Regions from separate parts of the Sus scrofa genome. Here region 2 is linked to region 1. The links are chromatin contacts, called in public Hi-C maps. All regions are on one chromosome and are shown on one strand. The core of a region is the stretch at or near the end of the contact, and the rest is flanking DNA. Distances in the headings are between cores, read along the strand shown. Region 1 overlaps SEC16B (protein transport protein Sec16B). Region 2 holds the start of LOC106505010 (quinone oxidoreductase-like protein 2).

Evidence for each region. Hi-C and Micro-C count contacts between places; a contact is called where the count stands out from the background.
Region 2: a contact with region 1 is called in a Hi-C map of fetal skeletal muscle, with 2.4 times the contacts expected there. The contact joins the promoter of LOC106505010 here to the enhancer-like site in region 1. A contact is called at or near these places in 8 of 47 Hi-C or Micro-C datasets (embryonic fibroblasts, epiblast stem cells, fetal heart ventricle and 3 more) and 1 of 2 datasets of contacts at active chromatin or transcription factors (skeletal muscle).

The regions. Positions count from the first base shown.
Region 1 is chr9:119,812,323-119,819,864 of Sscrofa11.1, forward strand. SEC16B (protein transport protein Sec16B) reads right to left here. Exons shown (of 27, transcript XM_021063708.1): 4 at 6,337-6,440; 5 at 5,165-5,276; 6 at 4,001-4,109; 7 at 2,394-2,538; 8 at 1,592-1,743; 9 at 853-914. Among named protein-coding and RNA genes, the nearest start is that of SEC16B, 27 kb to the right of the region's middle. Within about 2 kb of position 4,474, at least 3 of the 83 cell types and tissues checked have an H3K27ac peak or open chromatin away from gene starts, as enhancers often do. A contact at or near this core is called in fetal skeletal muscle, where this site is marked.
Region 2 is chr9:119,889,763-119,897,304 of Sscrofa11.1, forward strand. LOC106505010 (quinone oxidoreductase-like protein 2) reads right to left here and starts at 3,586. Exons shown (of 10, transcript XM_021063967.1): 1 at 3,477-3,586; 2 at 3,286-3,394. The coding sequence starts at 3,526.

The DNA.
Region 1 (7,542 bases), core at 3,224-5,723:
AAATTTAAAAAAATTTAAGTACCCTAGTGTCCAAATATTCAACTCAGGGTTCTACCCCACCTCTGTATAGCTGTGTGTCAGAAATAGAGACACTCATTTTTACATGAAGGAACTGTCAAAAGACTAGAGTTTTTCTCGGAGGGGGAAGCTTCAGGTAAAGATACATTTCCATAGCAGTGATGATCTTGAAAGGGCTGAGATGTGCAGTATCTCACATGAGTCTCACAGAACCCACACAGCTTATGTTAAAGCATTTTTAAAAGGCAAAAGAATGCTCAGAAAGGGCTACCTAAGCTGTCTGCCATGGATGCCTGGGCCTAAAACCCAAGTCCTCTGACCCCAGCCTGGACTTGTCTTTCCACAGCAAAGAGCACCTTGACCATTTATCAGAAACAGACTAGGAATGTGGAAGCAGTTCCAGCTCCATCCTGCAGAGGGCAGACTTGCACACTGTCCAGCAACAAATGCGGCCCATGTTCCTTATGGCTCCAGAAAATTTTTTTCCATATGATCCACTTGCCTGTGATTTCCCAGGCTGTGCTCCACTTCTCTATCAGTTTCAGTAGCATTAAGTACACAGGACAGTAAAACCTCCTCCCATGCAGCCTTTGTAAAACAGAACTGATTTCAGACTTTTAAACCTTTCATTTCTCTTTCTGCCTTTCCACACTCGAACTGCTTGTCAAAAGGACTCCGGCCACATTTGGCTCCAACATGTAGCACAGAGAAGCTACTCTGATGGGATGGACCTTTTCTTTCAAGAAAGCCAAGAACACATCCCCAAAATGCTGACTCAGATCAGAGCAGGAAGATTTCAAAAGCCCTTATTTGGCAGCTCTCATGGTAATTTACCTGACCAAGGGTCCCGGGAAAGTCCTCATCTCTTCTTGCTCCTCAGAATCATTAAGAATAACCTGGAACAAAAAACTCAAAATTGGTCTTTAAGACTACGTCCACCCAGAGTTCCCGTCGTGGCACAGTGGTTAACAAATCCAAGTAGGAACCATGAGGTTGCGGGTTCGGTCCCTGCCCTTGCTCAGTGGGTTAACGATCCAGCGTTGCCGTGAGCTGTGGTGTAGGTTGCAGATGCGGCTCGGATCCCGTGTTGCTGTGGCTCTGGCGTAGGCTGGCAGCTACAGCTCCGATTCCACCCCTAGCCTGGGAACCTCCATATGCTGCGGGAGCGGCCCAAGAAACGGCAAAAAGACAAAAAAAAAAAAAAAAAGACTACGTCCACCCAAAGCCCCTTTGGGTCTAGTCCCATATCAGAACCCAGAGCCATGGTCCCAGGACATGGCTCAGGGCCTCCTGGACAAAGCAGGACAAAAATGAGTTCTCTGGTTGCTGAATCTGAGCCAAGAGTATCTCAGGAAAAACATGAAGTCTAGCATCGCTTCTGTCAGAAAGGAGGCCCATTCATTCCTTCACACACACACACACACACCACACACACACACACACACACAGAGAGAGACCAGTCCATGGAGTGTTGGCCCAGGTCTCCCACCCTATTCCTGAAGATGCCTGGTCTTGGGCAAAGGGAAGCAGGGAGCAACGTGCCGGTCCCCCAGGGACACAGAATCTTGTTTACCTCCATGCTGTGCAGTTCAACAAGGGCCGTCTCTCCATCCCCGGGACAGCTGGGACCCACACACACCAGCTGACCCCCTGGCCCAAAACTCACAGGCATGTGAGGGACGTAGAACTTCATGGGTGCCTTGGGACCAGCCGCCGAGACATCCTCTGACCAAGAGACACAGGAGGGCACCGTTAGCATGACTGCCCCTGCTTTGCTTTACTTGAGAAATACCCCATAAACACATTTCTTTCCAAATTCCACCTGGGTCCACGGCAAGAATCTAACTGAACTACAGCATTAGAAGAAGCCCATGCCCGAGGCCAGCGTGGAGCCTGAGACTATGTCGAATGTAATGCAAGCAGTCGATGGTTTGATCCAAATGACAACGCACCGGGGCCAGAGACCGTGATGGGGACAGGCCAGGGGCTCCGCCTCTCACGGCCCCAGGACTCAAGACAAGCCTCCTACATCCAGACCTTCGTGATCTGCCTTCATGCTCCCAAAGTGAGCCTGGCCTTTACTTTCGCCACCTGTTACCTAACAGCTCCTCTGAGCGCCTCCTTTCCCAGCCTGCTGATGGCCAGGGGCATTGTTCCCTTCCAAGAACCAGCTGTGATGCAATCTCCAGGACTAGAGAAAAGTGGGGAAGGGAACCAAACCTTGGCCACACTGCCCAGGAGGCTTACGTCCGCAAATGAGGCAGACAAATGATCTGCTCTTGGCAATGCAGGAGAAAGGTGACTTTCCAAGAGATGTGCCACCCACCCTCTTCTCGTGGGAGGCAGCCAACTCCTCTGACCCCTCCAGTACCCACCAGCCTGAACTGGACTCCAAGCTGTGGAAGCCGTGGGGTCGTGCGGCTCGAAGGCGTTGGCCATGTACTGGCTGAGCTCATAGCTGCTGGAGCTGAGACCAGACTCGTGCTGTCGGAGAAGGTTGGACTCCTCCGTCAGGGATGGCTGGAAGTTAAAAACAATGAAAACCTACATGAAGCAGAAACACTTTCCAAGAGACAGTCTGCCCAAGTGTTTCTTCCAAGCAATAAAATTCAGACTTTATCAAATAAATTTAGTGAATGTGGATGGTTTGAAAGGAAAAGAAGGACCATGCAATTGACAGGTGTTTGCTAAAGGATTCATTCTGGTCTGGGAGGAAAGTGCAGGTCCTGGGGCAGGGGGTGGATTCAAATTCCAGCTTTGTCAATACCTAGTTGCTGTGACCTTGAACAAGTGATTTAGACTCTCTGACCCCAGTACCTTCATCGGTAATGGAGATAATTACACCTACCCTGTATAGTTCAAGAACTTGATCTTGCATTCATTTACCAACTGCTTTTTGTTTCTGTTTGTTTTTTACAGCCATACCTGTGGCATATGGACATTCCCGTGCTAGGGGTCAAATCAGAGCTGCACCTGCAGGCCTGCGCCACAGCCACAACCACCCTGGATCTGAGCCACGTCTGCACCTATGCCACAGTTTGCAGCCATGCCCTATCCTTAACCCACTGAGCGAGGCCAGGGATTGAACTCACATCGTCACGGACACTATGTTGGGTTCTTAACCCACTGAGCCACAGTGGGAGCTCCTCATTCGCCAACTGTTTAATGCACAATTACCATGCTCCAGGGGCTGGGCTTTCCCTTAGGGATACAGGTGACTAGAAATTCACAGAACTTACATCCTGGGAGGATTGTAGAACAAGGATGTAAATCATGATGCAAAAGCTCTTTGTCCACTGTAAGGTGCCACACGTGTGTATTGCTGGCTGTTATTTTGTGTTGTGTTACTGTTAGTCACACTAGGTGCCCTGGTCTGTAAAGCTCAGGTATACAGAAGAGACGGTGTCCCCAAATCAGACAGATCTCATCAGGGAAACAAAATTAACACACGACCGTCGAAACTTAAGAGCTTGTCTTTGTAGGATCTTTGCAACGTCTCCATAGATTTCATATTCTTCCAAAATTTAATGTTTATTTTGAAAAATTCAAGAGCTTCATTTTGTAGGCCGACTGGTATACACAGTAAGGTTTTAGAAGGGAGATGGTGGAGTTAAGAAAGACCTGAATTAAAAGATTCTAGCAACTTCCCTCTTCCTGAGTAAAAGAAATCGCTAGTCCTCTGGGGTACTGGTGACAGTCTCGTCTCCTCTTTCCAAGCATCTGGAGTGGCTTGGGTGACACTTCCTGAGCCAGCCGATTGACTTGGCAAGAAAATGGAAAAGGTTCAGATCAGGACTCCAGGCCCAGAAGACTGAAACAGGAAGCCGGGAAAGGCTCTGCCGAGTGGGAAGGAGTGGGACCCCTTAGAAATGCTGGCCAATGGGGACTCCCACCCCAACCCAGCTCCCTGCCCTGCCACTGCTGACAGTGGCAGTTGTGATGCACTGTCACAGACCACCAGCCTCATGTCACTTCAGGTTACCTTGTTTTTCTGGGCCTCAGTTAACAGACTCTCTGGAAGTAAGTCCCCAGGCTCCTCCTGTCCAGAGTTTGAAGCAGGACTGTCTTTATACGGGTTCTGACTCTTAGATCTGCAGCGAAATGACAGGAGCAGGTGAGAGGGGGTCTGGGCCAGGACAGCAAGGCTGAGCTGCTCTCTGCTGGAGGCTGTTCTATTGCAAAGTGTGGGCAGGGTTCAGGTTGGCTCATGTGCCTCAGGGAAAAGCCTAGTCCTCCCTTCTGCAACCTCGATCCATTAACCCCAGAAAAACAGGAGCTCCTGGGGTTCATAATACGGTTGCTAGAAGTGGTCCCAAACCCTGCAGAAAAGGCTGTCTCTGCAGCCTGACATCCAGAATGACTTAAATCAGAGCAGTCGGGTTGCTAATTCCAGGCAGGGAAAGGCCCCAGCCCTAAGGGCATCAGGACAGGTGCTTGCACCAAATGCTCTTCCCCACTGGCCTTCTCCCAGGGCAGAGCCCATTCTCAGAGCACAGGAGTGGGCAGAGGAGAAGCACCACTGCCCAAGGCAGGGCCAATCATGAGAACTTTTGCAAGGCCACATCTGTTCCAAGGCCAACACAGATTTAAGGCCCTCCTTTAAGATGGACCTCAGGAGTTCCCGTTGTGGCTCCACAGGTTCAGAACCTGACATAGTGTCCATGAGGATGCGGGTTTGATCCCCAGCCTCACTCAGTAAGTTAAGGATCCGGCGTTGCCTGAGCTGTGGTGTAGGTCGTAGATGCGGCTCGGATCCTGAGTTGCTGTCGCTGCGGCATAGGTCTGCAGCTGCAGCTCTGATTCGACCTCTAGCCTGGGAATTTCCAAATGCCTCGGGTGTAGCCCTACAAAAAAAAAAAAAAAAAAAATGGACCTAATGTAATCTCACAGTTTGGGGAACTCACGGCAGGTGTTGGAAACTGCCTCCAGAATTAAGACTCCCTCCTCCAAGAATCCATGTTAACAGCTGGCCCAGCCATCCTGGGCTACTCCCACATCCCTGGGGCCAGAACGAAAGCAGACAGGCTTCCAAAGGTGAGGGACGAGCACCTGACACCGTGAGGTTTGCTCAGCATGGCCTGGGTTTGGCCAAATAAGGCTGAATCAGCCTCTCCTTTCACACTTCCTGGAACTGGGGCTCACTTACTGGAACTGCGTCTCAGCAAATGGACTCTTCTGGTTTGCACGCTGATGTTCCTGGAGGTACTTTTGATCTCGATAATCTTCGTGCCAGACGTAAGGACTCCCTTGCCTCGGCACTGCACCCTCAGAGAAAACAAAGACAAGTCACTTTCTACTCCCAAGAGTTCAGAAAGATACCAGCAAGCTGTGAAGCTGAGTTTCTGGCAAACAGCAGGTATAAAAACACACAGTCATCCTTCACTATCCATGGGGGAACTGGTTTCAGGACCCGGGGAAGTTCAAGTCCCTTCGATAAAATGGTGTCACACATCCTCCATCTCCTTGCAGTCATCTCTAGATGACTTATGATGCCTAACAATGTAAATGCTATGTAAATAGTTGTAAATGCAATGTAGGTGCGATGTCAATTGTTGTCTGCAAACAGCTTTTTGGAATTTGCTGGAACTTTCTTTTCTTTGAATATTTTCAATTATCAGTTGGAGGCAGACCCACAGACACAGAAGGCTGACTGGATTTGCCAAAGCGAATAAAACTGGTAAGTGAAAGCTAACAATGAAAGTCTGTCAGCTGCATCTCAGTCCTCTCTGAACCCACTAGCATGGGTTCGATACAACTCTGCAGCAGCAGGCGTGCACGGATGCTTGTGTTTTCAGCGCTGAAACAGGTTCCTCTTTGCTAGCAGGTCGGATGCTGCCACTAGCACATACCTAAAGCCTTACTATTGGTATAGAGTATAAGTTCCTTTGTGTGTGTGTGTCCGCCACCCTCAGAGTAAATGATGGTCGGACTCTTCACAGCCCAGCCACATGCTTGATGACCTCCCTGTTAGGAACTGACTTCACTGTCACTTGGCCAGAGACCCAGTCTTGGCTATAATGAGGAGTAGAAGAAAAATATGCATGATGTACAAACTATCCATAACACTAGGAACAAAATGATGGCAGTACCATCATCTCAGGTACAAAGAAAAATGGCTCTTTTCTAACTCTTCTCAAGGCATCGAGCAGCGGTGTCTTTGCTGTGACCTCATCTGGCCAAGAAAGAAGTGGCTGGGGGCGGGGCTGTAGTTCAGCCAAGCAGGAAGCCCTCGGTGAGGCTCCCAGCCCGGCCCCTTTGGCTTCTCCCCTGTCAGACCCACCGCAACATCCCTAAGGCTTCTTGGAGATTGTTGCATACCTCTTTCTTCCTGCAGGTGTCGGTGGTAGTAATAACTTCCATAAGCATATTCTTCCCTGAGGGCTGGAGAGTGATAGGTCTGATACAGATCCTCAGTCCCCGGCCTACAAGGTCACAAAGAAGGCCAGTCGTTCAAGGATGAGCATGGGGAAGCGAGAAACCAGTGGAGTGCTTGACAACCTAAACTTCAGAGAACAGAAACGGGACCCCTCTCTAGATCTGCTCTAATGCCACAGTTCATTCTGGAGCTTATAACCAGAAAATCCAGAATCTGAGCAGGAAGAGGACTTTTGCGTCATAAAAAGGCTGTGATTTTATAGCAAAACCAGAGCCAAGTGTCTCATTCTCCTCCCTCGTGCTCCCTCTTACTCCCCAAACACACACCTCCAACAACATAGGATGGTATAAGAAAACCATCCCTGATGTTATCCGAGGAAACTCCTTCTCAGGTTGACTATGGACATACCCAATAAGCCACGGTAATTCCCATGCATGTTACAGATGGAAATGAGATGAAAAAGGCAAGTTGGCCCATCCTAAATCTGACTGCTTTCATTGCCTCTGTCCTTAACCAAACGTTCTTCGAGAAGTCAACAAAGAAATGTCATGTTGTAAGTATTTTTACCAATTAATAATTCTATACTATTTCATAGGGGCAAAATTCTTTTAATAATTGTCCTAATTTCAACCCCAAATCTGGAGGCAGGCAACCATCACCCCATCTGAAAAAGCTAAAGTAGAAAAGAGATGGTTTGCAACATTTCATAAAAGATCAAGTCCAAGAGCAGGAGCTCCAGATTCTCCTAGAATTACCTCACAGAGACATCTTCATTCTAAACTTGAAGCCTACAAGCTTAAATCTGCATTCTCTGATTTTTTTTTTTTTTTGTCTTTTTGTCTTTTTGTTGTTGTTGTTGTTGCTATTTCTTGGGCCGCTCCCGCGGCATATGGAGGTTCCCAGGCTAGGGGTTGAATCGGAGCTGTAGCCACCAGCCTACGCCAGAGCCACAGCAACACGGGATCCGAGCCGCATCTGCAACCTACACCACAGCTCACAGCAACGCCGGATCGTTAACCCACTGAGCAAGGGCAGGGACCGAACCCGCAACCTCATGGTTCCTAGTCGGATTCATTAACCACTGCGCCACGACGGGAACTCCAGCATTCTCTGATTTTAAGTTCCCATTCACTCACTGGATACTTATT
Region 2 (7,542 bases), core at 2,336-4,835, 77 kb after region 1:
CTGGCTTTGCTCAGTGGGTTAAGGATCTGGCATTGCCGTAAGCTGTGGCGTAGGTCGCCAGACACAGCTTGGATCTGGCATTGCCGTGGCTGTGGCGTAGGCCAGCAGCTATAGCTCTGATTTGACCCCTAGCCTGGGAACCTCCATATGCCATGGGTGTGGCCCTAAAAAGACAAAAAGAAAAATAATTTTTAAAAAATAAATTACAACTCCTACACAAAATGTTAAAGGTACGGTGCACAAATATAGGGTGCTATAAAAGCACACACTGGGGAGTTTTGACCTTTGGGGGAAATAAGGAGAATCCCCTGCAAAAGTAACACTTGAACTAAGAACAGCTAAGAGTTACCATTCAAAAGGGTGGGAGCCTGGCACAGACAAAAGCAATGACATGTGCAAAGGCCCAGGGGTGAGGACAAAAGAAAAAACAGTGAGTTTAGAGCACAAAGAAGAGAAAAAGAGGGGGCTGGACGGCAGCCCCACACCATCCAAGGGTTTGTAGGCTTCATTGAAGATCTTGGTCTTCCTAGCAGGAACAAGGTAAGCCACTTAAAGACTTTAATCAGAGGGTAACATGATCAGCTGTCTGGGGAGTCAGACATCGGAGAAGCTGGTCCTAGAGTGCCTACCTTCTATGTTCCTTGAAGTAGCTAGAGGGGAGGCAAGCCTGCAGCAGTTTCTCTAGACTTTGTTAGGCAGTGGTTCTCCAAGTGTGGTTCCCCAGACCACCATCTTCGGTGTCACCTGGCAACTTATTGAAAGTTCAAAATCTCAGCCCCAACCTACTGAATCAGCAACCGTGGGGAAAGGGTGTTCCCTGGTAGCCTAGCAGTTAAGGATTTGGCATCATCACTGTTGTGGCTCAGGTTTGATCCCTGACCTAGGAACTTCCACAGGCAGTGGGCGTGGGGAAAAAAAAAAAAAAAACTCTGGGGACAAAGCCCAGTGATCTTTACTGACAAGGGTGATTCTGATGCAGCCTGACGTTAGATCAATAAAAATCAACAGGGCTTGGAATCACAGAAGTAATCAATCCAACTTATCAGGGCTTGGAATCACAGGAGGAAATGCAGCCTCAGTGACATTCTTTCATTTGTTCAGATTTCCGATTTCATACAGAGATGGCCGTATTGGTGAGGAGATATTTTATGGGCACAATGCCTTCATTCAACAATGTCTGAAGCATCTGCCACACACCAGGCACCATTCCCGACTCTGGGAACATAATGGTGGATAAAACCTGTAGAGTCCCCGCTCTCATGAGCTGATTCCTGACAGAGAAGTGTCTGGACAAATAACAGAACAAAGGAGCCCTGCCCTCAAGCCTACGCACCCTGTGTGCATGACACAGGTGTTGGCGTGTATGGCACATATAAATCCTCAAGCCACACTTCACCTTGACTCAAGGTGAACATCTTTCAGCATGCGAATCCCAGGAAGCGGACTGACTGCTATTCTGCACTCACCCAAATCATCCACTGAGTCACAGGGTCCGTGTCAGGGATGCTTCCGGGCTGCAGCCATATTTCTGTCTCTTACCAGGGGCCCCCAACCCCGAGACTCACTGCCTGCTTCACCCTGTCCGAGGTTCTCGTTCTCCACAAGAGAGGACAGTGTCACCAGGTGGTCGACGGGCCAGGCCAACGTGACAATCATATTTCCCACCACCCTAATTGTGGGTACATGCCCACAATCCTTAACTAAGCCCCATCACCCCAAATCACTGCAGTATACCAGAGGAGGGCTCAAGATGCAGCAGCATGGAAATACAGGGCATTAACGAGCTGGCTGGGGGGAGGAGGGAGGGCAATGTCACATGCTGACACTGAAGGAGAGGAAGCAAAGGATGGGATCCATTTCTCTGGGTTAATCAATAACTTTCAGGGGGTTCCCGTCGTGGCGCAGTGGTTAACAAATCTGACTAGGAACCATGAGGTTGCGGGTTCAGTCCCTGCCCTTGCTCAGTGGGTTAAAGATCCAGCGTTGCCGTGAGCTGTGGTGTAGGTTGCAGACATGGCTCGGATCCAACGTTGCTGTGGCCCTGGTGTAGGCCAGCGACTTCAGCTCCGATTAGACCCCTAGCCTGGGAACTTCCATATGCCGCAGGAGCGGCCCAAGAAATGGCAAAAAGACAAAAAAAAAAAAAAAAAAACTTTCAGTTGGTTATGCAAAGTCCTGTGTAAATCAGAATTCTCTGTTTCTAAGGCAACCAACCGCTCTGGCTGTTTCAGGGAACAAAACTTTTTGCACTTTGCACTTCAGCTTTTTTTGTGACACCCCCCCACCCCACCCCGCAAAAAGGGCCTTTCTAGAAGCCCAGCTCAAAGTAACCCTTCAGTCCACTCAGGAATTGGGTGGGGACAGGAGCCCCAGGATGTGGGTGGTGGCCCTGTGGAGAGAGTGAAAGTGATAGGGATAGAGCAGGATAATTAAATAAATCCCAGTAAGGGATTAAAGACAGGCAATTTTAAAGGAGTTGGGAGGCCCTGTAAACTAATGACCACTGGGGGGAAAGAATCCAGTAACCTAGCAACAATCTACTCTACCTTGAAGGAAGGTCAGGCACATTCAAGTGCCAGAAACACTCAAGCCACAAGTGCTGCTAGTTAAAACACAGGACAATAGAGCCTGAATCTTGTTACATGAAGTCAGTTAATAGTCCTTGAAGAGTAGCATTTCTGCCAAGACAGGAATATAGGTGAGGTGCAAAGGGAAAGACACTAGGTGAAAGGGGATATTATACCAAAACCTGAAATGAATTACCAAATTTTAGTATGTTACCACCCTTTTGCTAATACACATATGATTTAAGTTTTATTGAAGTATAGTTAATTTATACATAGATTTAAATAGCACTATGACTGCTGGGTTAAACTATGTGGGGTCAAAGAAGGAACTAATGATGTGACCTTGACTTCTGCCAGAGATTGAGGAAGAAGGTGGTCTTCGCTTCCTACGTTTCTTTCGTTTATAAAAATTAATGTGTCCTCTCAGTCCTGGGACACAGCCTGCCTTCTCAGATCTCTCACAAACCTCCTGTGCTAATAAACTCACTCTGCCTGTCCCGTTGTCTGTCGGGGTGCAGAGTCGTCAGTAAGTCCCAACATTAGGTGGGCGGTTTTAGTTAAAAACAAAAACAAAGTCCAGTGGGTTCAGTCCCCTCCAAGTCAGAGACAGTGGATACGAGCCCGAATCTGAGGTGCAGGTGGGTGTTAAGTCCCACCGAGGAGGACTGCAATTTCAAAAGGGGCGTGCAGGGGTCCGGAGCCAGGCGAGTCACCCTACCTCGTGGGGCCCAACAGGACGGGGGGCGACCTCCTCAATTGCCAGGGGCTGCTTCAACTCGGAGCACAGCACGGCCCGGTAGTGCCGGCTGCAGCCTGGCCAGGCCCTCCTGCAACGCAAGACAAAGCTTGGATTACGGGGTTCGAACCCGGGGTTGCCTTTGGGGGCTCGGGGATGGGTCAGAGTCGCACCTGCAGAGCCACGACCGAGACAAGTACCGTGCCCACGCCGCCGTCTGCATGGCCCCGACCAAGTCTCCGTAGGGGAGCAGTCCCAGCGCAGCAAGAAGAGCCGGGCACCGCCCACCCCATCCAGCCCCGCCCCCCCGCCCCGCCCCTGCCCCGCCCCTGCGGGCGGACTGCAGACGGGAGCTTGGGACCCGCCGGAACGCGACCCGACCCCAGGCTGGAGGCGGCGGCCGGGCTTCTCGGTGCGCCCGTGCCCCCTCCCCCCGCCCACCCCGCCAGCTGGAGCCTGTTGAAGGGAATGGGGAGTCCAGTAAATAGAGATACCCCGAGATGAACCTTTGTTGGTATTTTTGGTAGCAAATTTGAAGATTTTTTTTTTAAATAATGATTTTTATTTTTTTCCATTACAGCTCATTTACAGTGTTCATTGGAGCGATTTTTAAAACCACACGTGGAGGTTCTTGTACAGAGAACAAACCAGTGGCTCCCCAGGGGGGAGGGGCGGCTAGGGGCGCGCAAGATGGGGGAAGGGGCTTAAGAGGTACAAACTATTATGCATAAAATAAATAAGGTACAAAGACGTAATGTACAGCATAGGGAATATTGCCAGTATTTTAAAATCTCTTTAAATGGAGTATAATCTAAAAAGATACTGAATCACTATGTTGTACACCTGAAACTAATAACAGTATAAACCAGCTGTACGGTCAATAAAACAATGAATAAATAAGGGTTGGGGAGGGTCTTGTGCAAGTGTGACATCCTAAATGCATAAAGGCTTTAATTTCTGCCTTCAACGTCTTTTTAGGATTCAATTCTTGTCATGCTTTTCTCACACAGGGCTGCTTACACTAAAACTGCACAGTTCCTAGTAATCCAATGTTAAATGATCCTACACAAATGCAAAGAATATTTTCAATTAAAGTCATCTCCAAACCAGGTAGTTTTCCTTTCCTGACACCTATGTTATGCCTGGCACATAGTAGATGCTCAGTAATTGATTCGATGATAGTATAACTCTTATGTGAACAGGTACGCTCTGGGAAAACTGAGTGACAATATAATCTGTAAAATATTACAAAACTAGGTAGATCTCTGTTGCAGTGGTAGCCAAATATTAATGTATTAGCAATATTAAAGAATGTTATCCTGGGAAGGATGTTTCATTGACAGATAGCTTTTAAAGAGAGTATGGCGTTGGAGTTCCCTTGTGGTGCAGTGGGTTAAGGACCTAGCATTGTCACTGAAGTAGCCCAGGCTGTGGCATGATCCCTGGCCTGGGAACTTCCACATGCCATGGGCATGGAAAAAAAAAGAAAAAAAAGAAAAAAGAAAAAGCATGATGTCTTTAAATAGACATCTGGTCAAAAAGTGTAGAGCCTCTGAGTTCAAGTCCAACTCTACCACTTATTTCTAAGGCTTTGGAGCTCCTCATGGCTGTGGAGCCTGGCTCCTCCCCATAAAGTGAAAGAATTGGGCAGAATAATCCCTAAAATTATTCCATTTCCATTTTTTGATGAAAACAGGAGTCCAAGAGAGCACAGAATGATAGAAAGAACGAATCAGGAATGGAATAAAGAAATGAATAAAGGAACAAATAAGGAATGGAATAAAAAATCAGAAAGCAAAACTGAAGTAGGAATGAACTTCCGAGATTAGGCTTAAAGGCTTTGGTGGGAATGAAGTCAAGAGCCAGTTTCCACCACAGGTGCATAGTAGGGGGTCACTGTAATCTTAAGAACACTCATGGGTTATTTGAAGTCATTTTAGCCTTGCCTCCCTCAGGGAGAAATGCAGGGAAGAGGAACAAGGACCAGAAGGTGAGAAGATAGAAAAACTTAATTATTTCCAATGAGACCCTTTGTAAACTCCTAATCATTAGGCACATAAATCAAATCAAGTATGGTGGAGAAATCTGAACTTTATCATCATCAAAATGAACATTCTGGTTGCCAAATAACAGTGAGCAAAAAGAAACTCAAGTTTATAAAGTGTGAAACCAGGATTAATCTGGGGATGAAATGAACCATTACACGTGGAAAAATGTCGTGGAAAATATTAAGCATTTATACAAGACATAAAGCAAGCAATTTTTAAAATTGAAGTATAGGTGATTTACATAAAGCAAGCAATTTTTAGTTGAGCTCCTTGAAAGCAGCAGCCGTTTCTGAATCTCCTTTATGTTTGCAGCCTTTGCACTATGCAACACTTTGAGGCACTTAATACATGTTTATCAACTAAATTGTTGAATGAGCCCTCAGTTACCTAGTGTCAATTTTCCAGATAATTGAAAGTATCTTTAAGCATCAAATTTTAAACATTTTTGATTAAGTATTTTTATGGAAATGTTTTCTATTGTCATCTTCATAATATCCTTGTCAGTCTCAGGGAATATGAAAATCAGTGAGTTTGGAGAAATCCATCAATACTGTATTTTGCATTTGTAAGAGTATCTCTAGAAAACAGCAAGTCTCTTTAAGAAGAATCTTGGAAGGAAGATGAAAGCATCTTAGGTAATTGAGGTGATTTTAAGCACTTATACGCAAAATAACTTTCACTTTTCCAAAGAGCTTCAAAGTTAAGTGATAAGGCATTTAGTAGTAGTTGCTATGGTAGCAAAAGAAATATTTAGCTTCTCAATCAATGTCCTGCCACCACATCACACCGTCTGGTTTGTTACCGTTTCTGGTTATTTTGTTCTATGGGGCGGGTGAGGTAGGAAAGTGAACAAGAAGAATAAAATTTGAGTCCTGGGGGAGAATAAGACCAAGCAGCTAAATCTGAACTAATCAGTCCTCTGGGAAGAAGGAGAAGGGATCTATAACTGCCCTGCAAACCAGTTTGAGGGCTCATTAGGAAAAGAGTAACAGATGACTCTTCCTTCTGGTACAACTCACATGAAGAGATAATATTTAACATCCAGAAGCTGCTGGAGGGCGGAGGGTGAATACGCCAACAGCTATGTTTTTACAGAATAGACCAACAAGATACAAACAATATTAGCACCATACAGGACTATGCTTAAAATGTGAAAGTGGCCCCCATAGTTAAAGGTCTTTGGCAAATAGCTTGTCGGCTCCTTTAGAGCAGAGACTGTGGATCCTAGCAGCTCAGTTTATCACCACATCTAGCACAGAGCAGGCACTCTGTATGCTAGGAAGGTAGGAAGCCAGGAACCCCACAAGCTGGTTGGGAGAGCACATTACTATGCAAAGCCAGATCCAAAAAAATGTTAAGGGGTCTTGCACCCACCTTCCTGCCTACAGCTGCCTGGCATAACCTGATCTTTTTTCTGACTAGTTCAGTATTGCCATTATAGATATGTTATTATCTCCTACCAAAAAGATGCCCCCAAGATTCTTGCAGTGTGTTGTACTTTGCCTTTTCATTGAATTCCTCCAGATTACTCTTTCTGAGTGTGGCAGTTGGATTTAGTTTTCATCAACCTCAGAGATGGACTTTGGGCATTGTTATGTGTGACACATATTAGCTTTCTCGTCTATTCCAAGAACCATGTAAAATTTGCTACTTAATTTATTTGTTCCAACAGTCGTGGAATCAGAATTTCAGAGCTGGGGTGGAGCATCAAGATAATCCAATCAAACTCCTTCCTTTACAAGTGAGAAAGCAGAGGCTCAGACAGACTGGCCTCGAGATCACACTGTGGATTAGTGATTGAAGTAGCATCAGGATTTGCCCTTCCCGACTTCTTGTTCACTTCTCTGTCTATTGACCTCTTTAGATTTCACGGAACACCCTACATCATAATAATATTTCACATTGTCCTAGTACTTCATAGATTTCAAATCACTGTCACCCAAACTGCATTATCCTGCCAATGATGCGAGTGACAATGATTATTGCTAGAAATACAATAATCACTCACAATGGTCACTCACAACAAAACCATCACTAAGTGCTTTTGCATCATTTCATTAGTCCTCACAATCGTCCTATTACTAGGAAACTATTATTGTCACTCTTTATAGATCAGGAATGCAGACAAGGAGGTTAAGTAACTTGCCCAAGGCCACACAGCTAGGAAATGAAGCCGTTTAGAAGCCTCCTA